Regions from separate parts of the Zea mays genome. Here regions 2 and 3 are each linked to region 1. The links are chromatin contacts, called in public Hi-C maps. All regions are on one chromosome and are shown on one strand. The core of a region is the stretch at or near the end of the contact, and the rest is flanking DNA. Distances in the headings are between cores, read along the strand shown. Region 1 holds the start of LOC100193636. Region 2 holds the start of LOC100381529. Region 3 holds the start of LOC541642 (histidine kinase 3).

Evidence for each region. A called contact is a pair of places that touch in the nucleus more often than the background predicts.
Region 2: a Hi-C map of endosperm shows a contact between it and region 1, with 2.8 times the contacts expected there. The contact joins the promoter of LOC100381529 here to the promoter of LOC100193636 in region 1. A contact is called at or near these places in 7 of 25 Hi-C or Micro-C datasets (ear, endosperm, leaf and 2 more).
Region 3: a Hi-C map of leaf shows a contact between it and region 1, with 4 times the contacts expected there. The contact joins the promoter of LOC541642 here to the promoter of LOC100193636 in region 1. A contact is called at or near these places in 2 of 25 Hi-C or Micro-C datasets (endosperm and leaf).

The regions. Positions count from the first base shown.
Region 1 is chr5:40,078,694-40,081,393 of Zm-B73-REFERENCE-NAM-5.0, reverse strand. It overlaps LOC100193636, which reads left to right and starts at 1,348. Exons shown (of 32, transcript NM_001358855.1): 1 at 1,348-1,661; 2 at 2,436-2,700. The coding sequence starts at 2,463.
Region 2 is chr5:39,917,118-39,919,817 of Zm-B73-REFERENCE-NAM-5.0, reverse strand. It overlaps LOC100381529, which reads left to right and starts at 1,308. Exons shown (of 10, transcript NM_001361440.1): 1 at 1,308-1,677; 2 at 1,816-1,884; 3 at 1,986-2,121; 4 at 2,333-2,580. The coding sequence starts at 1,490.
Region 3 is chr5:40,258,999-40,261,698 of Zm-B73-REFERENCE-NAM-5.0, reverse strand. It overlaps LOC541642 (histidine kinase 3), which reads right to left and starts at 1,392. Exons shown (of 13, transcript NM_001111397.1): 1 at 1,153-1,392; 2 at 298-552. The coding sequence starts at 1,392.

The DNA of each region.
Region 1 (2,700 bases), core at 99-2,598:
AGAATTAGGGTGTGTTTGGTTTAGTTTTTGGCTTTTGCCCCCTAAAAGCCAAACCAAAAGAATGGATCCAGGAAGCAGTTTTTTTTTCTAAAAGCCGACATTCTCGCAATGCATAACTGAAAGCACCCTTGGACCTGCTCTTAGTGGCTTTCAGATGGAACTGTGAAAACATATATTGAAGAACTTTTAACGGCTTTTAGTGGTTATCACCAAACTGTTTTAGCTTTTAACGGCTCATAACCCTCATTAGCTTTATTACAGCTCACAACCCACGTCAGCTTTTTTCACAGCCACAACCCAACCAAACAAACCCTTAGCTAGCTAACAAATATCTAGCTAACTAGTAGCTAATTTACTAAAAGTAGCTAATAGATAAACTATTAGTTAGACTGTTAGAACGCCTCAGCTAATTTTAATAGCTAACTATTAATTTTAGTGTATTCAAACACCCCCTGGTAGCGATAGCCATGTTGGTAGAGCATTTGTCGACAAATTGCAATTGTATTTACACGCAGGGCCAGTTTGGTTGGTGCTAACCACGCTTAACCTTTGGTAAACAGTAGCTCGTGACACACTTTAGCATAAAAACGGGTCTACAACGGATGGTATATAGTGCTAAAAAAGTACGACACATTATGAGACGACTAAACCAAAAAAACTGCCAACATACCTATGCACTACTAACATGTGACATGATATTATCACATTATGGTTAAGGAACAAATAGGTTCGTAGTACGCTACTATATTAATATGGTCCCTCAAAATCATGAGTTTTTCTTCTAAAATCAAAATGTTTTTTCCCAATTTGGATACGAGTTTTAATTTTATATACTACCTCCGTTCTCAAATATATGTTATCCGTTAGTTTATTTATAAACTAAAATACGATAAATAAAAAATAACGAAAGGAATACATTTTGCCAACGATCATGAAATTTTGCATAAAGAAGAACTCTACTTTAATTGGAGCCTCCTTAGAATACAATATTTTTTCTATGACTTTTTATGCAAAAATAAACCGATGCAAATGAGATTTCTATCGAATTCTTATAATTTTTTTTGTGTTCTAGAAGTACTCTTAAAACCTAAAAATGCAGAGAGTACATATATGCAGATAATTACTATTCCATGGAGTCATCACATGTCATTGATTGATTGATATTGAAGAGGGAGACAGCGTCACGATGATGCGATGCACCCGCTGGGGTTGGGGGTTAGTTGATCCAACCCCCAACCATCTCTCCTTCCCTCCCATCTCCCAGTCAAATTCCATCTCTCTCCTCACCACACTCCTGTCCTGTTGTTGCCACATGCCAGTCTCCTCCTCATCACGCCTTCCGCCTTCTCTCTCTACCCGGCAGCTCTCTGGTCCACCGCTGCGGGCAGTTAAAAGCCCCCCGCTGGCGCGGCAGCTGCTGCAGGCAGCACAAGCGGCGTCGCCACGGCCCGGGGCGTACCACCACCTCCTTCTGTCGCGCCCCCCTCTCCCTTCCCGCGGTGGCTGGGAGGGAGCACGCGCTGCTGTAGCTCAACGGCACGCATTTAAGGCGCCCCTTGGATCGCACTGCTGCCCATATCCTACTCCTCCTTCCTCTCCTCCTCCTCCTCCCCCTCGGCGGCGATCGGCCGAACGCAAGCCACGCCTCTGCAACTGCGTGCGTACGTATAATCTCTCTCAGTTTTTCTCTGCTCCGTTTTCGCTGGCAGCTCAGCTCAGCTCCGCTCGGGATGTTCGAATTTTGCGTCGCGCCGTGCGCAGGCTGCCGTCCCCCAGCCCAATCCAGCTCACCAAATGCGATTTCTGGCAGCGCCGCCGGTACTAGATCGCTCCTGCTTCCCCAGCGGCGATTGGCACTCGGTTGGGTTTTTTTCTCGAGCAGGCTGTGGGCGTGTCAAATGGGGTTTGGGGAGGGAGAGATCCTACCTCTTGCGGGCGATCGGAACTTGTCAAGTACAGGAAGCTGTAGGTTTCCTTTTCAGTTTGGTCAGGGGAGCTTGTTGTTTTGTATTTTGGCGTTCGGAGGTTGGTCCCCTTTGTTTCGACTTTATTCACCTTTCGTGTTTGAACTCACATCTACTCTCGACTTTTCTCTCATCACATACATGGTCAACCTACTTACCTTTGCGACTGTGCTTAGTAAATCAAAAACTGTGTCCTTGCTCTCCCTATTCTGCTGGCGTTTATGCTCTATCACGATACAACCAGCTGGTGCAGAGCCATTTGATCTGCTTAAATAGCCAACTCTCTGCTACTAACTTGCTGTCATTTCCTCACGGTATTTGATAAACTATTGCTTGCCTGAATGAATTTGCACTAGTCTGATGATGAATGGGAGTAGCATCGTGGTAGTGATTTGTTGATATTCATCTAAGTACCGTCTCTCAGTAATCATAATTAATATACTAACAATCTGTTTCTTTTGCTCGTACCAGGTGGTCTGAACTTCACAGGGTGAAATAATGGCGGAGCCCTACCAACTGAACGGCATACTGAACGGGATGCCTAATTTGAGTCATCCATCCTCTCCATCAGAGGTCGATGAATTCTGTAAGGCACTTGGTGGTAACTCGCCAATACACAGCGTGCTAGTCGCTAACAATGGGATGGCCGCGGTCAAGTTCATGCGCAGCATCCGGATATGGGCCCTGGAGACCTTTGGGACAGAGAAGGCCATTCTTTTGGTTGCTATGGCAACTC
Region 2 (2,700 bases), core at 59-2,558, 160 kb after region 1:
GCCGTTGGATCTTGGGGGGCTCGGCGTTCTTGACATCCATCGCTTTGCAAGGGCGCTGCGGCTCCGCTGGCTGTGGCGGGAGTGGGAGGTCCCAGAGGCCCCTTGGGCAGGGTTACAGACCCCTTGCAACGACACTGATAAACTACTCTTTGCAGCAGCCACGAGAATCGCAATTGGCGACGGCGCCAAGACCTCCTTCTGGCATTGCGCCTGGGTCAACGGTCGACGACCCAAGGACATTGCGCCTGACATCTTCGCTGCCTCCTCTGACTGCAGGCTCTCTGTTCGGGAGGCCTTGACTGACAGCACGTGGGTCAACCGCATTGATCTTCACGCGATCCACACGGCGGATCATCTAAAACAGTTTGTGGAGCTCTGGTCCTTCGCCCATTCGGTCTCCTTGGTGCAGAACACAGAGGATCGCATCGATTGGATCTACAACGCCTCCGGTGAATATTCTGCAGCCTCTGCTTACCGGATTCAATTCATGGGTCACACTTGTTCCAATCTCAAAGCCCTTATTTGGAAGCCATGGGGGCCATCGAAATGCAAACTATTCGCTTGGCTTATCATCCGCAACCGGGTTTGGACCTCTGATAGGCTCGCAGCTCGTGGATGGCCGCACAGTCCTTCTTGTCCGCTTTGCAAGCGGCACCCTGAGACAGCTCATCACATTATTGCTGGTTGCCGCTACTCGAGGAGAATTTGGGACGCCCTAGCATCTTGGCTCTCCATTGGCCCTTTAGCTCCAGCTACCTGGCCGGACTCTACTTCCATCAAGCAGTGGTGGTTTATGGTCGGCTCAGTCGCTGTGCCCAAAAAGGGAACGCGCTCCCTGCTCCTACTGGTGGTCTGGCACATTTGGCTGGAAAGGAACAACCGCACCTTCCAAAGGCAAGAGAGGTCAGTGGCAGATCTGCTATCAGCAATTAAGGCAGAGGCAAGGCTGTGGGGTGTCGCAGGTGCTAAGCACCTTCTTGCGCTTTTACCTATGCTGTAATTACGTAACCTCTATGTACCCTTCCTGCGGTGTCTCTTGGGCACTGCTTCACTCTCTTCTTTATTAATAGAAACGTGCACAATCTCGTGCCGTTCGTTCAAAAAAAAAATATATGCAATTCGAAACATCATACATGAGAATGAGAGTTCCACGCGTCTCCTCACGTAGAATTTTTTTCCGGTCTGGATTATTATTAATTTATTATACAAATTAAGGAGTATCCATGCTCCGATTCGTTGAGCAAAGTGGAAAAATCCATCAACGCCATACTACATGGCCTAAATTTAGAAAGCATGGTAGAAGAGACAAGTGGTTAGGCGGCCAGGCCACTGGCGAAACCGCGCGCGACCGCTCGTTTAGTGGTCGCGCTGCTCCCGCGGCGCGCCCCACGTGGACGCCGCGCGCAGCTATATAATGGTGGATTAACCCTAGGAACCTGTTGGGTCCGCGCAATCGTCGACTGCTGCTGCGTTCTGTTCCGTTCGGAAGATGTTCTTGGAGAGCTTCCGGGTGGAGAGCCCGCGGGTGAAGTACGGCGACGGCGAGATCCAGTCGGAGTACCGCTACGACACCACCGAAGTCGTCCCGCCGGGGAATGGCGGCGGCGCGGGGTGGGTGGTGCGCCCAAAGTCCGTCACCTACAACTTCAAGACCAGCACCAACGTCCCAAAGCTGGGGTGCGAAGAACCAACAACTCATCGATCCGGCCGCCTCCATATATAGATAGATCGATCGATCGTCGATCGATCATAAACGATTGACTAATAATCGTGCCGTCGTCGTTTCATTCCAAATGATCGATGCATTGGCTGCAGGGTGATGCTCGTCGGATGGGGCGGCAACAACGGGACGACGCTCACGGCCGGGGTGATCGCCAACAGGGAGTAAGTTGATGATCCAATTAGCTGCAATGCCACTTCCACCATGTTCCATCCGTATTGCAATATTATTGTTCCACGATTCGGACGATGGTGTTTTCTTGCAGAGGGATTTCGTGGGAGACGAAAGAGAAGGTTCACAAGGCCAACTACTTCGGCTCCCTGACCCAGGCTTCCACCATCAGGGTCGGCTCCCACAACGGGGAGGAGGTCTACGCGCCTTTCAAGAGCCTCGTGCCTATGGTGATCCTGCTCTCTCCCCCCTGCACCTCCTCTTCACTCGATTCACGTCACAATCCATGAACGCACATGAAGATTATCCCGTATTTAATTATGTGTAATTTTCCTCGATAAAAAAAAGTATCAGTTTTGCTGTGTCGACACTGTGATGTACGCAAATCCCTTTAATTTCTTCAATAATAGCCATATTCTATTGCTTGGATCATGCATGCAGGTTGACCCCAACTCTATCGTGTTTGGTGGATGGGACATCAGCAAGCTGAACATGGCCGACGCCATGGCCAGGGCCAAGGTCCTAGACTTTCACCTCCAGAAGCAGCTCAGGCCCTACATGGAATCCATGCTGCCACTCCCTGGCATTTTCAACCCAGACTTCGTCGCCGCAAACCAAGGTGCCCGTGCTGACAATGTCATCAAGGGCACCAAGAAAGAGCAGGTGGAGCAGATCAAGAAGGACATCAAGTACTTAAATCCTACTCAAAACATACAACACTGACAAAAAAAAGCATAATATATAGTACTCCTGTTTTTCTGAATGCGGCCGGATTGTTGTGAAGTTAATCATGGATGGGGCCGGTTCTT
Region 3 (2,700 bases), core at 143-2,642, 180 kb before region 1:
AAAATTCGCTCCTACGGAAAATCAATCTTAGGGTCTAAGAAGTGCTACTCAGACCATCAAACCAACGCAACTAAATACCCTTTAAACATATATGAAATATCTACGATGCTCACACATGTATAGAAAAACATGTTTACATGTAACTAATTTAGGTTCCAGATGATCAGCGAATTCATTATAGAAACTATTTGTTTCACTAAATCTAACTCTAACTTTGCTTTATATTGCAAAGTCTAGACAAGCTGCAAATCACCAAGCCTGTACAAGAGAAAATAAAATGAAACATAAAACACTCACATTGCACTGCGTGGTAGAATTAATGTCTTCTTGTATAACATTTTGCAATAACTTATCTTCCAATACTGCAGGTGCATGACTATTTAGGCCATATTTATCTTGTGCTGTGCAAGATTCTTGAAGAATTGCATCCTTCAACCAATTCTGTTTTCCATCATATATCCTATCTCGAATGCAACGAATATCTGGGATAAAAGACGCACCATTGACTTGATTCCCATCATGGACCATTCCAGAATTTACCATACATTCTTTCTACAAAACAAATGCAAAGACATAGTTGAAAGTGACAGTGAGGAATGTATACTAAATTACTAGTGAGGAACTTGTGCATGATGAATGAATAGAAATTTATATTGCCCAAAAAACATTGTTAATTCTAGATTTCTAGTGATCATATGATACTGCAGAAACAACTATTTGATCAGGCATCTATTGGAAACAATACTTTAAACTCTTAGTTGGACTAGGAAGTACAAATATTTCATCGGAAAAGTAACTATGTTTCATTCCATTAACATGTATATTCTTCTGATTTGCACGGATATTTCTATTTTATAAATATGTACTGGAATGATCTATCTGGAATTCAACATGAGGGGGGGCGGGGGGACTATATTTGAATGGGCCCGTTCCATTGAAGCATCTTTTACATCTCCCCTTCCTGTCATGTCTACCACTGTCATGTTTACCACAGATACTACTGAAATACAACAGCGAACAGACTCATCATTCCAAATAGCACTAGATAATTAAGTGACCATACAACAACATGCAACATTGTTCCATTTGATTAGAACAACCGAAATCTAACCAAGAAGATGACATTGACAGAGTAAACAGGGAGGCAAGTACATGTGTCGATGAGAGGAGGAACACCAACGCCTGCAGCTGGCTCCTGCTGAGGTTGAACTGCCCCACCCGTACCACCCCGTGGTGCTCAGCCACCCGGCCACAACCTGATCTTTCAGACCCACCAACTGCCCAGACCATCAAGAGACATAAGAAGAAACCAGCCACAGCGCCGACACCGGCGTGCGCTGCTTTCCCTCGCCGGCAGCCGCCGCCGCATTCCCCTGCTCCGTTCGGAACCATCGGGTGAGCAGACCTCGCTTCAACCACTAAAGCTACCAAAGAGGCTCAAGAAACAGCGCGTGGCGACACAGCGCAAGTGGTGCTGCAGCGAGTTGCAGGAGCCACATGAAGCACAAGAAAGAACCGAGGAGGCAAGTAAGTTGAGGATTTGAGATAGGCCAGCAGCGCGTCACCGAGCCAGCAATCGCATGCGGAGTCCGGAGAGAGGGGAGTGGGTGTTCTTGCTTGGCTTGTTGCTCGGTTCGAGGGGCCCGCACGGTCGCACGCTGTGAGCCAATCCAAGAACGGAGGAGGTTGGCTACTGCCGCGGCGCGAATGATTGCCCCCTCTGTCCAAGAACAGTGGCACGCCGGTGGGTCGGGGACCGGTGAACGGTGATCCAAGAGCCCACTCTGTCCAACTTTAAGCCACCGGAGCAAGTTGCAGCGCCGGTTGCTTTGCTGCTCCTGGTTTCTTGCACGGGTTTGGGGGTGTGGTGGGTGGTGGGAGGGGAAAGGCTGCAGCAGGAGCTGAAAAACAAAAGGCAGGAGCTGCTTGCTGGTAGAGAGAATAGCAGTGGTGAGCCACAACTGGATACAGGAGAGAAACGAGAAGAGAGAAGAGCAATGGTGTTGTTTATTACTCAGAAAAGCTGCTGTGCTATTGCTGTGGCAAGTACTAGAGGCTGTAGCTCTAGGCCTCTAGCTATCTTGGTGAGTCAGGGAGAGATGGTGACAACTCAAACCACGCCAATCCAGGCCAGCAACAACGAGCTGCAAAGAGGCGGTGTGGTGTGGGGTAGGGTGGTGAGGTGGAATGGAAATTTTGTGGGGAAAGGGTCGAAGGTCCACATCATTCTCACAACATCCTCTTTGCTCCCAACATTGGTTATTCATTGCGCTCCCAACATGGCTTGCAGTTTTTCTTTTCCTTCTCTTTCTTTCGTTGCTTGCAAGACAGGTCTAAGCAATGAAGTCATGTGTAAACCGTGCGAGTAATATATCAGGACAACCGCTTAGTTTACAACTAATGATGTTTGTTTGGGGTTTCAGTTGTAGACGCCGACATCTGCGTTCACATTCTGTATTGGAAAAAAAAGCACCTATTCTCTCTAAACAAAACATTTTACGTTCTTATATTTTGAAGAGTTAAATGTTTTTTTACTTTGACTTAATACACATAATGGAATATTAATATTTATATATAATTAATATTGTTTGTAGATCTTTAAATCTATTTTATAATAAAATTATTTGGTCATACAAATAATAGTGATATTTTTAATAAATCTAATTACATTTAGTAAATTTAACTAATACCAATATCATA